Linked DNA regions of Anser cygnoides: region 1 is linked to region 2. A link is a contact called in public Hi-C data. All regions are on one chromosome and are shown on one strand. Each heading gives the region's core, a stretch centred on a gene start, on an enhancer-like site or on the middle of the called end of the contact. The rest is flanking DNA. Distances are from core to core; before and after follow the strand shown. Region 1 holds the start of PLPP3 (phospholipid phosphatase 3). Region 2 overlaps LOC106032991 (a long non-coding RNA gene).

Region 1 (7,016 bases), core at 3,284-5,783, 190 kb after region 2:
GGCTCAGGTGGAGCTCAAACCCTTTTTGCTTCTGGAAGCTGGACAACAACACAATTTTCTACACAGATGAGGAGAGTTAAGAGTAACCTAAACTGTTAGCCCAAATTACAAGATTATATCCCCGCTTACATAAACATTTCAAGGTCCTGCTAGCATAAATATTTACTTTCAAAGTTCATTTTAGCATCAGACGAGATGCCAAATTTGTGAGAAAGCTGAAGAGATATTAAGGGCATAAGAGGCCTATCAATCTGTTGCTCCAAAACTTCCTGAAGGCAGTAAAACTTGTGTTGTGTTGATTAACTGGGACTGGCAGAAAAGAAAAAATTCAATTAGAGACAGAGGATGAGAAGCACAGTAAGTTACGCACACTTTACATCTCACCAGCCCTAAATACACGCGCCCATAAGCCTGACTTCCACAAGCAGAGGAAGCTGGTAGGCCAGATGAAACCCCTCTATTTCATAGCACAAGCAGGACGTTTGGGAAGCTGCCGTACCTGCGCAAGCTGCAAAAACACGAGCTACTGAAGACCCTAGCGTGCCCTGCTGGCCTTGCTGACGCAGCCTTCCCCTCTTCCGAGATGAAACGCTCGGCTTGGCGCCTGTCAGCAGAGCACAGGTGGGCACTCACAGTTTGCCTAATATGAAAAAAGCAGGCCTGAGAGGAGCAAATTTAACCCTAGATGCTGCTTCCATGAGAACAGCTTCCAAGACATCCCACCTGAAGGGGCAGGGTAGGAGGACTTGCCCCACCAGGCCCATGTCCCATGCAGAAAGGCGATGACTGGTTGAGCTGCTCTCAACCAGGGTGACCACTGTAGGTGGCGTGAGGTCCTCACATCGGAGCCTTCCCCAAAAACTCTCCCGTTGCTCCTCAACCCACGCCGCTGACCAGCTTAGCACGGCCAAGTTGAGCCCCCCAAGCCGAGCTCCTTGGCCACATTTTCAGATGTGTCACAGTGACCAGCAGGACGCTTCCAAACCACCGGGCTCGCCTGTGGCCCTAACAATTTCAGGAAGCATCTTCTAATTCTCTAAACAGAGCCATCCCAAGAGGAGGAAGCAGATGGAGAAAGTTATTTTCCCCGCCTTGGATGACCTGGTTTAAATGCACACTCAGTTCTTTTCTGCCTCTTTTCCACGGTTGAACTCCGACACACAATTTCTGGGATGTTCACTGTATCTGTGATGAAACCTCTTGTTGGCGCAAGGAAGCAGAGATTTGTCAGCATGGGTGCTTGGCATATTCACACGTGAAGTGCACTCATCAGGAGTGGGGTATTTGGAAATATTTAGCCCAACCCAAGGCGGAAATGCAGGGGAAATGGGGGGGGGGGGTCTGGTTTGGCAGATCTTCATGAAGCCCACCCCACCAGCAATGCTCTGGCAGCTACCAAAGCAACGTGCTCCCATCAATGGATTGACAACTGCTCCCCACCATCCCCGAGGAACGGAGATAGAAATCTTCCCCTCATGCATTTGCTATCAAGATAACCATTGTAATGACAATGAGAGACAAAGTGGATCTTTCTAACACCTTGCAAATTAAAGCTGAAGGAAGCTCCTGATAGCATTGCTTTACTTATTCTGATTTTCTGAGATGTTTATGATAATTGTCTTCTGGGTAATTTGGTTAAATTTGTATGTAAACAAACAAGAGTTTGTACACATCTACTGCCTCACAGAAAGCATGTGTCATTTCTGAAAGGCATTTCAGCCATAGCTTATTCTTTTCATTTTTCCCCACAGAATACTGACTCAGGGAAGAATTACAGCAAAATAACTGCAGCAGAAGCCAATGCATCGTCATAGCCCTCTGCAAATCAAATGACCGGTTTTAATATTTCCTAAAGTGGTCCTCAAATGAGAAAAGCCTTCTGTTTCCCTGTTGCTCTGAATGTGTTTGGGCAGCCACTCAAGAGGCGTAACTCACTTTAACTGCACTGGAGGCCATTGGCAATGCCTGCGTGCACCAGCAGAAGACCCTGGCTGAGTGCATCCACCTTAAAACGATTCATTTCACCCAATTCTGCTTCTCATTAGCTTATGTAGGACTCCATTTCTTTACTGGACATGTGAATATCCCTCATCTTGTAACCATCCAGGTTCCTCTTACAGGCTTCAGCTAGAGCACTTATTTTTTCTCCCTCACCTCCAAAGTGTTTTCCTTGTGACAAAGAAAAATGGGAATCAAGTGCTTGGAAAACTGCAAACTCTTAGCTTTCCCTAGAGGAACGCAGAGTGAAGAGCAAGCCAAGCCTCCTGCGAGCGGGGCAGCTGGCTTTCACAGCAACTCATGCAAAGACATCCACCGGCAGGTCCCATACTGCTGGGCTGGACAGATTTGAAAAGCCCATCCACAAACACACACCCCAGGCTCTCCATCACATAATCACCTCCCTTGGCACGTCCCACCAGTGCTCTTCACCTGCATGTCATTAGCCAGACCAAAGCTCTCTCCTTCAGCTGTTGAATTCATGCTCTTACTTTCAAACCTTCCTCACCCTAAAAAACAACCCTTGTGTTTACTCTCTGATTTCCACCTGCAGTAACATGAAACAAAGCAACAATCACGGCTTTTGGTGTATCACATTATTCACTGCTAACAATACCTTCCAGTGATGCTTGATAAGTTCTGTTTACCAAAACCATCACAAGTAGAATAACACATGTCAACTAATTGCTTTTTCATTTTGGACCCTTAGTCTAAAGAAAGAAAAAAAAAAACACACACAACAACAAAAGCCCTTTACCCATTCAAATAGCACTTACTCATGCCAGGAATGCCTAAAGTCAAGAAAACTTGAGTAAATAAAAGTTTAAAAGTTGCGACTCCTAGGAGTTGTTTTACTAGGAATCCAACCTCCTGTTTCAGTAAGTGAGGTAAGTCAAGCTACATTTCTGCTTACATTGGTTTCACATACAGGATACCAAGTATTTTTATTTTTTCCAGATACAAGAAGATGAAGCTTTCTGCACTGGCCCCTATTCTTGTGGGAATATAAAGAGAAAACCATGCCTCTCTTCTTAATATATTAGTGCCTCGTAATATACACCAGATGATCAATAAACTACAGAAAAATTAAATCAAACTGACAGTCCTCAAAAAAACGGGCCCTAAGCAGAAACAATTGTTTTAAAGACTGTGGTGTCTGGAGCATTAAACTCACGTGCTGTTGCGTTATTAATCTCTTTGTTGGAAGCCAGTTGATTTCCCCTGCCTGCGTCTGTCAATTAAATATTCGGCATCGCAGCCATAGTTGACCGGTTGATGTTTTGGCATGCGAAGGCTTTTCGCAGGCAGAGCGCTGACAGTTTCTGTGCCTGCCCCACCACTTCCAAAAGACCAGCGGGCTGAGGCTGGGGCTCCTCCAGGGACTGGGAGATGCCCGAGCGAGCTTCAAAGCAGCTTTTTAAACAACCAAGGGAGATGGAGGGAGGCAGCACCACCACCCCCCCGGCAGAGAACAGAGTCAAAGCTTTGCTCCCCGTCCCCGGAGCCCCTCGGGCTCCTCCATCTGGAGCCCGCAGCCCCCGGGGGGCAGCGGGGACCCTGCCGGGGGCACCCCCAGCGCCGGGGGAGGGCACGGCAGCGCGGGGCCGCAGAGTTAAACAAGTCTGGGGGTTTAATAAAGTTAAATAAATTAGAAAAAGCGGTGGTTCGGGGGGTTGTGCACGCTTCCCAAGCTTGTGTCCCCCCCCCCCCCCCCCCCCGGTAGGGCCCCGCTTTTGTTCGGGAAGCGGCGCGGCCCCGGCCCGGCTCGGCTCAGCCCCGAGCCTCCCTGCCCAGGGGGACCCGGGGAGAGGATGAGGAGGAGAGGGGAAGGCTGGAGCGCCGAGCTCACCCATGACGAGGCAGAGGAAGTCGAGGCAGATGAGCAGCGCTTTCTTGCTGCTGCCTTTGGCCGGGTTGTTGTTCAGCGCCGGGCTGCCCCCGTTCTTGCTCTCCGGCGCGATCGCCTTGTCGTACTTGTAGCTCTGCATTATCGGGGGCGAAAGCCCGAGCCGTGCCGTGCCGGGCCGAGCCGAGCCGTGCCGAGCCGTGCCGGGCCGGGCTCGCACGCGGTGCGCCGGGGAGGTGCTGCCGGAGCCGCTCCCGGCCTCTCCGCTGGGGCCACGGGAGGTTGAAACGCAGGCGGGTCTTCCCCCAAAATAAATAAATAATAGCAACAACAAAATAAAAAAAAAAATAAAAAATAAAAAGAGCAAAACAACAAAGCACAAAACCACCAGCGAAGGTGGGAGGGAAGGAAAGAAAAAACAACAAAAAAAAAAAGTTTGCGGCTGTCCCAGCGGCGGTGGAAAAGTCCTGGAGGAGAAGTCGAAGGGAAGGAGAAAAGCCTCGGCGTGCGCCTAGCAGGGCGGCTGGGTGCCGGGGGAGAGGTGCGGAGCGAGGGGCGAGCAGCTCCCGGGGGCAGGTGGGCTCCGCGCTGCGCTGCCTTGGGGGCTCCCGACGCGCCCGCCCCGGCCGCTCTGGGAGCCACCGGCTCGTTGCTGCACTTTTATTTCGCGAGCTCCTTTCCACCCCTTAGTAAAAAAAAAAAAAAAAAAAAAAAAAAACGAAGGGGGAAAAAAAAATATCAGTCACTTCGCCTCGGATGGGATATCCAAGTAAGCACAGCCCCTTTCCTGCATCTGACATTTTACATACATAATTAACTCCACATTTTTCCCTGAGGGAAGTTGGAAAAGAAAAAAAAAAAAAAAAAAAAAGTCAGGAACTAAAGTTTTTCGCAAACCAGAAGGAGAGAGCCTCTAGCGTTCACAAAGCAGAGGAGTGCAACGGCAGAGGGAGGGGGGGGAAGAAAAACAACCAGCCTTTCCAAGGGAGGACTCCTGAAAGGTGGTTGTGGTGTGGAGGGGGAGAAAACTGGTGACAAACAACTTAAAACTCTTTTTTTTCTCCTCCTGTTTTTTCCCCCCTGCCTCTCAGCTCTGCTCCCTGTGCTGGGACAGGCCCTTTTCGAGTGTGTGCAGTGCCCACAGACCCTAACACCCAGCAGACCCCAACAGGGCCACCACGCAGGGCCGGATCCTGCCCTGCCTGTGCGGGGCTGTAGGATGGGTCAGGGGAAGGCTGGGTGCCACCACCGAAGCCTAGCATCCTCGTCCTCCCGTGGCAGCAGCACCAGCTTTATGAAATAAAATAACGAGAGCGTTAGGAGTTAGGCAGGGAATTGTTACCTTGGCTAATTGTCCCTTTGGTCTAATTAGGTATTGCCAGGGATGCAAATGAAGCGCTCGCCAGGAAGCCCGGATGGCAATTTTAACAGCTCCGAGCAGGGAGGCCGGGGGAGCGGGCAGAGCCTGTGGGTACCAAGGGATGCTGCTCGGGACAGCATCTGACCGCTATTTTTTCTGCTTTTGCCTTGTAGCTGACCTCGGGCTCCCGTCCGCGCTGGAGAACCACCGCCAGCGGAGCTGCAGACTGCAGCCGAGGCGAGAGCCCGCGCCTCGGCGGGGGCAGGTTTTCCAGGAATCTGTTTAGACACATACCTGGGCACATTTGGGCCAGCCTGGGAGGAAGAAAGCGAAGTAGCTGTTTTAATATTTTACTTGTATATGTGCGGTGTAAAAAGAAAAGGGAAAACAGACCTTGGGTTTTTCGCCAATTCTTTCATCGCGCCTCAACGGCATGGACTCGGGTGCCATCTCCCACCTTGCTTTTGAGGAGACAGCTCTCTTTTGCCTCACATCTCATGGTGAGGAGGGCAAAACCATCAGTTTTTGACCCAAAACCATTCCCGGTGGTGACGGTCACCCAGCTGGGGCCACCCTGCGACTCGAGGACACGTCTCAAGGTCTCTCTCTCCTTCCCCTGACCGCAGGTACCAAATTTAGGCTCGCCGGCTGCCTGGAGCGAGTGGAAAGAATCCTCACATGGGAATTGTCACCCACCCAGGGCCAGCCCTGCTGCCCAGCCCAGCTCCCTCCCCAGGGCCTGGCACCGACCCGCCCCAAGGAGCCCGAGGCTTTCAGCAGCCGGCTCCAGCTGCCCTGAGCGTGCATCCAAACCTGCTGATTGACAGTGATCCCCATGGAAACTCCTTGGGTTCAATTCAATTTTGTGTTTAAAGTGAGAAAAATAAAATAAATAAAATAAATAAAATAAAATAAAATAAAATAAAATAAAATAAAATAAAATAAAATAAATAAAGTAAAATAAAGTAAATTAAAATAAAAAAGACCTGTCATTGTAACAACAAATGAGGAAAAAAAAAAAGGCCTTTCTTTTACTTAAAGGGAAAGTGAGGGTTACTGAAATTAAAGTTTTATATTTGCATTTACAAGGCCCCTCAGGCCACTAATGTTTGCATTTTCATAACAAAAAGATTGTGCTGTTAATTGATGCAAGCAATGGCGCACAAAAAAGTCCCAATCTTGGACAATTTCTTAAGGGAACAGCCACTACAATCCCCCATTGTCAAGCGTGAACTGAGCAAGCCATCGGTGCCAAAAGGCAGCTTCTGTGCCTTGGTCAATAATATGCAAGAGATTCATTGGTAATATTTAATTGTTTATTCATAAATGCAATTATTGAATGCATGATGCACCAGCTACCCTTTTAGGGCTCAGCTTTTCTTCTCAGTCCTACTGTAAATTCCTGCCATGGGCTGCACTTCTTCTTGATAGAGATTAACCAAACCAACTGCTTTTATGTTATTGGTGAATTTTACTCCACTTTTTTAGAGATCTCCCACGATTTTCACCATCTTCCAGTCTGAGCTGGACCAGGCCCTAGTGAACAAAGAAGAATCATTCTGATAATGTATCAGAAGATAAAGCATTTGCAGTAAAATTTGTTCTTGCCCAGATCTGCACCTTAACTGCAGTATTTCAGAACCCAACAATATTGAAACAGGAATTGTGTTTTATTCATCCAGTCTGGTCATTTTATGAGAATAAGCTCCTTTAAAACCACCACTGAAGCAGAAGAGGCAGCAATGGGTTGCTTGTACCCCATGTATCTGCAGGACATGGCTCCAACCCCCCCCCATGGAAATCTGCTCGTTC
Region 2 (6,986 bases), core at 3,591-6,090:
ACACAGACTGCCTCCCGCATGCTGATTTTCCTCTGGAGGACAGGCATTTCTCAATCAGGGCTGAGCTAATAGCTCTTTCCAAACTCAGGGTTAAAGGAGGCATCCACTCTAGCACTGTCTCCATCTGCACAGTGGTCAGAAGCTCAGCAGCAGATGCTCTGCCACTCTGCCGTCCCTTCCCTTTCAACCAGGGATGGTGGCTGAAACCTCTCAGAAGGTGTGGGACTTTATTCAGTCCCTGCCTCTGGCAGGAGGTCCATGGAGAAATATCTTTCTTGGGTATCTCTGCTTTGACCGTGACCCCAGCACACTTCTGGTTCTTGGTCAAACAAGTGTAAGAACCATCCTGCCCTGTATCTTGACAGTTACGTGACCATTTTAAAATAAAGAAAACTAAATTAATACCTCCCTTCTGGTCTCTCTTGAAGGTAATATTCATCTTGTTTATGTATCTGTGCCCTGATCTGTTATTCTGAATGGATTTGCTCAATTCTACTAAGGAGAAGAGCCCATCACCCGGAGCAGCGGTGACCCCTGGTCCCAGCATCCTCAGAGCTTGAGAAAATCCACACTGGGATCTGAATCACGAGACTTGGCCTCTGCCAAACTGTAAGCTGAGGCCCAAACATCAATAGCAGTTGTTTAAGAAAGGCTTATTCCAAGATAGGGTTTAGCAACGCTTGAGCGTGTTTCCATCCTGGTAGACAGGGACCAGAGCACACCTCCCAGCTGTTGCTCCTCGGCATGGTCCCAGATCCTTGCGAGCCAACTGCTGACCCCGTTCCAGCCTGCCTGGTGGCAGCTGTGCACAGGCAGAGCAAGTGAGCGAGTTTGGAGCCGTGCTGGAGTCATCTGCAGACCCCGCTTCCCACCATCCTACAGCAAAATGCTGCCTCTTCCCTGCTGCCAAAGATTTTGCCAATGGCCATGCAAAAATCCAGTTCTGGAAGCAATCCCCTCCGGACCCTGATATTTCCACCAAAAAAAAGGAAAAAGCAAACAAAGCAGCAGAAGCAGCTACTTGTGTGCCTCTCAGGCTTGCAAAGTCCCTTGTCCGGCAGCTGCAAGAGGCACGCCTGGGGAAGAATGGCCTCTTTTCAGTCCTTGGCACTTTGTTGCATGCACATGGGGCAGCAGCAAAGCCCTTCTGTTCAGTGCAGGCCCTCGATCCATTACGTTTTCACCATTCCCAGTAACCCAAGATCCAACAAGGGGTCCTTTTACCTCTTTTGGGACTGAGTTCGAGCAGGGCTGGGCAAAGTCTTCCTTGCTGAATGGGAGGAGGAAAGGTGTTGATGCGAGTGCCTGGGCGCTGGTGGGCATCTCAAGTCTGCAGGGAAGTCACTGAGCAGTCAAGTTAATTATTTTTAATGAACTGGGCCAAAGCTGATTGTGTTATTTTGTAACATATTAGTTTGGAAAGCAGTGAAAATATTTGGCATCCCTCCCCAGCCATCACAGGGACCTCTTTGTGCTTTCCTTTTCCCCACTTTTCTCTCATGTGCATAGCTGGCTCCCACATCTCCACTTGCTGACGCTGATTGATTGCATTAATATCACTGTAAATATTACATAATCTCCACTTACAATGCTAGAAAGAACCGATGAGTTTTCTGTTGCCAAGGGCTTTCAGGCTGGAAAATAATAATAAAAATAATTCAGAAAAAAATAAAATCTTTATTTTGTTCCCCCCACCCTGCTTATTTATTTATTTATTTATTTATTTATTTATTTAATGCCATTGGCCCTTTTGGTTGCAGACCAAGAAAAGACCAAAACTTTGTGGCTGTTGCTTCAATGGGGCAGTGAAAAAGAGGTGGGAAAAGACAATCCAGGTGTTGTGGTAATGGGGAGAGGGAGCAGTAAAGGATGTGTCAGAGCAGTTATAGAGAAAAAGAAGGCTTCAAAAAATGAGGTTCGAGTCAGTTAAGGAGGATGTGGATGTGCAGGGAGGTCTACACCCCATTCAGGATTTAAAAGCCTTGGTTTTGCTTTCCTGCAGCAGTGGCAGCTCTCTGGGAGTCTCTCGGATGGTGCCCTGGGCTGGGAAAGCTGCAGTGCTGCACGGAGGGACGGAGCAGGGGGGCCCTGCAGGACGATCCTCCCCACCGCCCCGCGCAGCTCCTCCTCCTCCAGCACCAGCCCAGGGTCGTTTGACCTCCTCCATGTAGCACATCCTCCATCCCGGCCTGACCCTCCTTCACGCCAGTCCTGTTTCTCTTCTCTGTCTCCCCGCGGCAGACAACTGCGTATCGGGTTGCGTTTTGAGGCGGGCGGGCTGTTTTCAGCCTCCATAGAAAATCCATTTATCATATCAGCCTTACATTAGCCAAAGTACAGGAGATAAAAATTATCTTGGAAATCTAAACATAGATTCTAATCTAAGGTACGGCAGCATCTGGTTCCCATTACTTTTTTCTTTTTTTTTTTTTTTTTTTTTTTATACTTGCAAGATTTGAACCGCATTACTCCTGTGGCGAGATATTTCTGAGAGCGGAGGGCTGCGCTTCCCAGAACTGTGAGTCCTGCTGCTGATGGCTGCTCCTCTCCCAGGGCTCATCTGCGTGGGAATTGCTGATCGCTCTGCCTGCAGTGCTGGGGAAGCGTGTGTCCTGCTCACAGGCAGGGTCCCCGGGCAGCAGGCTGGGCTGGGTCAGGGTTACGCTGACTTCAGCGCTATCACCACTGCAGCTGGGTGAAAGAGGTCTGCTCGGGGACCTTTTCGTGGAGAAGTTTGCTGTGCCAGGCTTCGCCGGTCCGAGCTGGCTGGGGAGGAGCAGTGGTGTGGATGCTTGGACACAAAGCCATGACTTCAGGCTCCCCTCTGCCAGCTGGGCTCCTCCTGAGCTGTGTGCTGGGGGTGATGAGCTCCCTGCAGGGTGCTGCCAGGAGTGACCCAAACCTACCCATTCTTCTATCCTCAAGGGCTAAATCCTGCACAGCTTAGCCACAGGGCAAGATGCTTGACCTGAAGCAGCACAGCCAGCCTTGCCAGCACCCCACAACTGGCTTCATGGCTTGAGATGCCTGAAGGTACAAGTCAGGTGGCTATGTTGCAGGGACATCCATGTACCAGGCTGGGGTCCCGAGGCCACTAACAGAGCTTATCTGCTCTGACCAGCCACACCTGAGACCTTCAATGGACCCCGCTTGATCTCAGAGCTTGTCTGTCCACCCTGCCTGAGCTACATTGCAGGATCACCTGCCCCTTGCCCTGTTCCTGAGCTGTTGCTTTTTTTCTTCTTTCTTTTTTTTTTTTTTTTCTGGATTTTCTTTAGGGAGCAGCCCCGCTCTTGCTTCTCTCAGATGCCAGCAAGCTTTCTGTTATTTGCAGCACATTGGGCACAGCGGAGGGGATGAGCTGCTGTGAACTCAGCCTTGCCCTGCTGCTTGGAGACAAGTATGCAGCTCTGCAAACTACTGTTTGCCTCTTGAGACAAATTATGGCATACTGCAATAGCTGAGGAATAGCATAAGAGGAGTATGCAATGAATCACAATGCATATGCACACGAGGGGAAAAGTTCAACCTTCTGTTTGCCATTATCTGACTCTTGAAAGCTGAACTGTTCGATTCTTGCATTTTCCTAGCAGTTGATTTCTGTGGCATTTCCTAAGTCTGTCTGTCTCGGGGCAAGCGAAAGAAAGTGCATCACCCCTCAAAACCCTGCAGTTGTGCTGGCTTGCAACTAAAAATCAAATCAAACTGAAATAGGGTGAGAGAGCGGCGATGTTGTGTAATGTGTAACTCTGAATTGCTGTTATGCGTTCAGGCAGCTGAGTGCATTTCTCCAGCTCACCCAGCTGGAGTGCCCCCGAAGCCCACCACCACGGCACAGCCTCCTGCTGGGGAGGAGGTGGGAACAGGCACCGGGAACCTGGGGAAGTGCTGTGGGGTTATAAAACTCACGTTTCAATTAGCAGCGGAGATATCGAGTCATTTTTTTCTGGTTACAGCAACTGGAGTGGGTTTTCTCTGATAGAGACGGGGAAAGTAGAGCGAGAACCTCTCCATTAAGTGACTCAAAGTTGACTTTGCCTCTCAAGGTACCTGCTTTTCCCCAGTAATGATAATGAGGCCATGTGCTGACTAATCTCCTAAATTAGCTCCCTGAGGGTGTATGAATTTGGGTTTTTCAGGGCAGTCTGAAATCCCATCAAACTGCTATTGCCAATACAGGAAATTTAGTCTTTAATTAATTTCATTGTCAGTATGTGTAATTAGTTCTAAAGAACTGTGTTACCCAGGACTAGATACGACTAGGGGATCTGTTAGCCTTTGCTCAATACATCAGATTTTGTCAAACCTCCAAACTGCATAGTGGATACTTGTCCTTCTTCAAGCAAATGTTTAACATGCAAAGAGCAGGCCAGGAGGTTTTCAGTCATCTCTTAATCATCTACTCTGTTTCACATGAGAGGGGGTTTTTCTGGGGGAAAAAAAAATAGTATCTCCTTAATCTAGTGGAAAAATTAGATCCAGAATAATGAGGAAACAGAAGCTGAACACATTTAGAGTGGTGACAAGACATGGGTTTTCAAGAATGACGCTAATTACACATTGAAAGCCATTAGCTCGGTGGCTGGAGGAGTCTACATTCCTTCCTTCCTCCTCTCAGCTGCCAAAACTCTTCTGGAGAGCATGGGCAGAGGCGGTGCGGGAGGTCAGCGCTGCCTCCGCTCCTGCAGCTGGGAGGTGGCGGTGTGGTGACGCTCCCGGCGCCCTGGGGCGTTAACTCTGAAGCCTAAGGATGGCTATCTCCACTCCAGAGGTACTTCAGGGCCAATTCCTTGGGCAGCAACATGTGCTTTTGCTGGGATTGGGAGCAGTGGGAATACAGCCACCCTGTTTCACCCCTATCCTTCCTGAGCCACCTCACTCTGCCCTAGACCTGCTTGTGTGAGCTGCTTTTGTCGCAGCACTGTGTACGTCCTATAGAAGCACGTGTGGTTTGTACGCCTAAAACTGCAAGCTGCGTTGTGTAGCAATGTAAGTAGCTAAACGAACCATTTCGCTTGCATCTGACATGACAAATGAACCTGACAAAAATATGATGACCTTTTCAGTGTTTATAGAGATCTGATTTTTCTGGATATTCTCCTGGAAAAAAAAAAAAAAAGGCTTAATTTCACAGTAATATTTGCTTTCTTACTGTGTACTCAAAGTGGCTGTGCAATTACCAAGCGTAGGAAACTGTTTGTGCCACTTCTTCTCTTTTTATTAAAAAAACAGCTTTGACTTTCTGAACTGGCTGCGTGGAACAGGGAAAGGTCACTCCGGAGAACCGGGGCTGAAACCATGGTGTGGATGCTAATGCGGCAGGAACCGTTTGGGATCAGTGTTTTTGGGTAGGATTTTGCACTGTACCCGGTACAACAGAGCCTGGACCTCAAAGTGCGCCCAAAACACGGTGGGTGAAGGCTGCCTGCAGGGGTTAATTTTGCCCATCCGTGCACTGGAGGAAATAGTGCAGCACTCTTCCTGTATCCACCCCCTTGGGAGCGGGAGGAGGATTTAGGTCAAAGTACAGAGGACCGTGTTACCGGCATTAGCACTTATTAACCAGTTTGATTCTATTAAGGGAAACCTACAGTGAATAATGAGAACCAAGTCGGCCCTTTCCACAAGTGCTTTAACAGCTGGTGGCCTGAGAGCTGTTTTGATGAAATAAATCACCCCAATGGAAAATTCTCTGAAGCCGCAGCCTGTGGAAAGTTGACCAGATCTTTACTGGCAATATTTAGGGATGCTCTAAACAATGAGACAGTTGTTTTTCTGTTCCTTTGTGTATCATGCCTGGAAAAACACGATACCCCTGATCTGGCCTGCCCTTTAATACTTGGGAGGTAGGGCGCTGTTAAACCTGATGGCAGAACCCCTGGAGGGGCTTCTATACTTGTAAAGATTTTAACGTATGCAATTATTAGCAGGATTGTTTTGTCCTCCATTGGAGATGGTGGGGCTGGCTGCAGACGAGCAGGGTTGGAAGGATTTTTTCTCCTGGCGAGCATCCTTTACAGTGCTGCACCTGCTGTGAATTTCTAAGGAAAAAAAAAAAAAGAAAAAAGAAAAAAAGTTGTTGTTGCAATGCGTGCTGCTGCTGTAAAACCCGTGAAAAGTAAATACAGAGGTAGGCACATTGCAGGGTATCTGTAAGGTGTCAGCTCTCTCCCCATGCATGCATGGCAGCATATCCTCCTGGAGCCATCTGGCCTCTGGATGGCATTGCAGCGAGGCAAATCCAGCCTTTACAGCTGCTAGCTCTGCTTCAGCTCCGGTCTAGGTGGAGATGTGCTGGGAAGAGCATCATGTGGGTGGGATTCCTGCAGTGTCTTATGTCTTAGCGTGAACTTCATAGCTCATTGAATTTGGAGGAGGGATGGTTTTTGCCTACACATGGAATATGTGTTCTCTTCATGTCCAGGCTATGTTAGGCTTACCTTGTTCCATTTAATTAATTAATTAATTTATTTATTTATTTATTTTCAGATGAGGCCGAGTCTGTATGAGTTTTACAACAGACAGCGAGACCTGAAGTGGCTGGCTCAAGTACAGGTACGTGTAGATAACTGAGCAGACAGCCGAGTTCCTTTTCACCTCTTCACCCTGACCTCTTCCTTTTCACCTCTGGCTGCAACTGCTTCCTCAGCAGTCTGCATGGGGGAAAACAAAACCTACAGAGCAGAAATGAAGAGAAAAGTGCAATCAAATGCTGGCTCAGCAAAAAAAAAAAAAAAAAGAGATTTCATTTTCACGTACCACTCTTGGGAAGGTCTTCAGTTCAGCCTGCGAGACTAGTTGTCCTTTCAGCATGGGATGGGCAAAAAAATAATCTCGTCTAAGCTTCTCTCAGCTTAGAAATGCCCATGTAGCAGGTTACTGAGCAGCAATAAATTGGGTTAAGGGCGTACCAAAGAGGAGACTCTTCCTGGCTGATTGTCGGTGGTGGCAATTTCTGAGCTAGGTTTGACCCTCCACAAACACCT

The links. Hi-C and Micro-C count contacts between places; a contact is called where the count stands out from the background.
Region 1: a contact with region 2 is called in a Hi-C map of liver, with 4 times the contacts expected there. The contact joins the promoter of PLPP3 here to the enhancer-like site in region 2. A contact is called at or near these places in 4 of 7 Hi-C or Micro-C datasets (fetal liver, granulosa cells and liver).

Annotation. Positions count from the first base shown.
Region 1 is chr8:28,943,715-28,950,730 of Taihu_goose_T2T_genome, forward strand. It overlaps PLPP3 (phospholipid phosphatase 3), which reads right to left and starts at 4,534. Exons shown (of 6, transcript XM_048062097.2): 1 at 3,848-4,534. The coding sequence starts at 3,986.
Region 2 is chr8:28,757,236-28,764,221 of Taihu_goose_T2T_genome, forward strand. It overlaps LOC106032991 (a long non-coding RNA gene), which reads left to right. Exons shown (of 8, transcript XR_010833413.1): 6 at 6,490-6,555. Among named protein-coding and RNA genes, the nearest start is that of PLPP3, 190 kb to the right of the region's middle. Within about 2 kb of position 4,841, at least 2 of the 3 cell types and tissues checked have open chromatin away from gene starts, as enhancers often do. A contact at or near this core is called in fetal liver and liver, where this site is marked.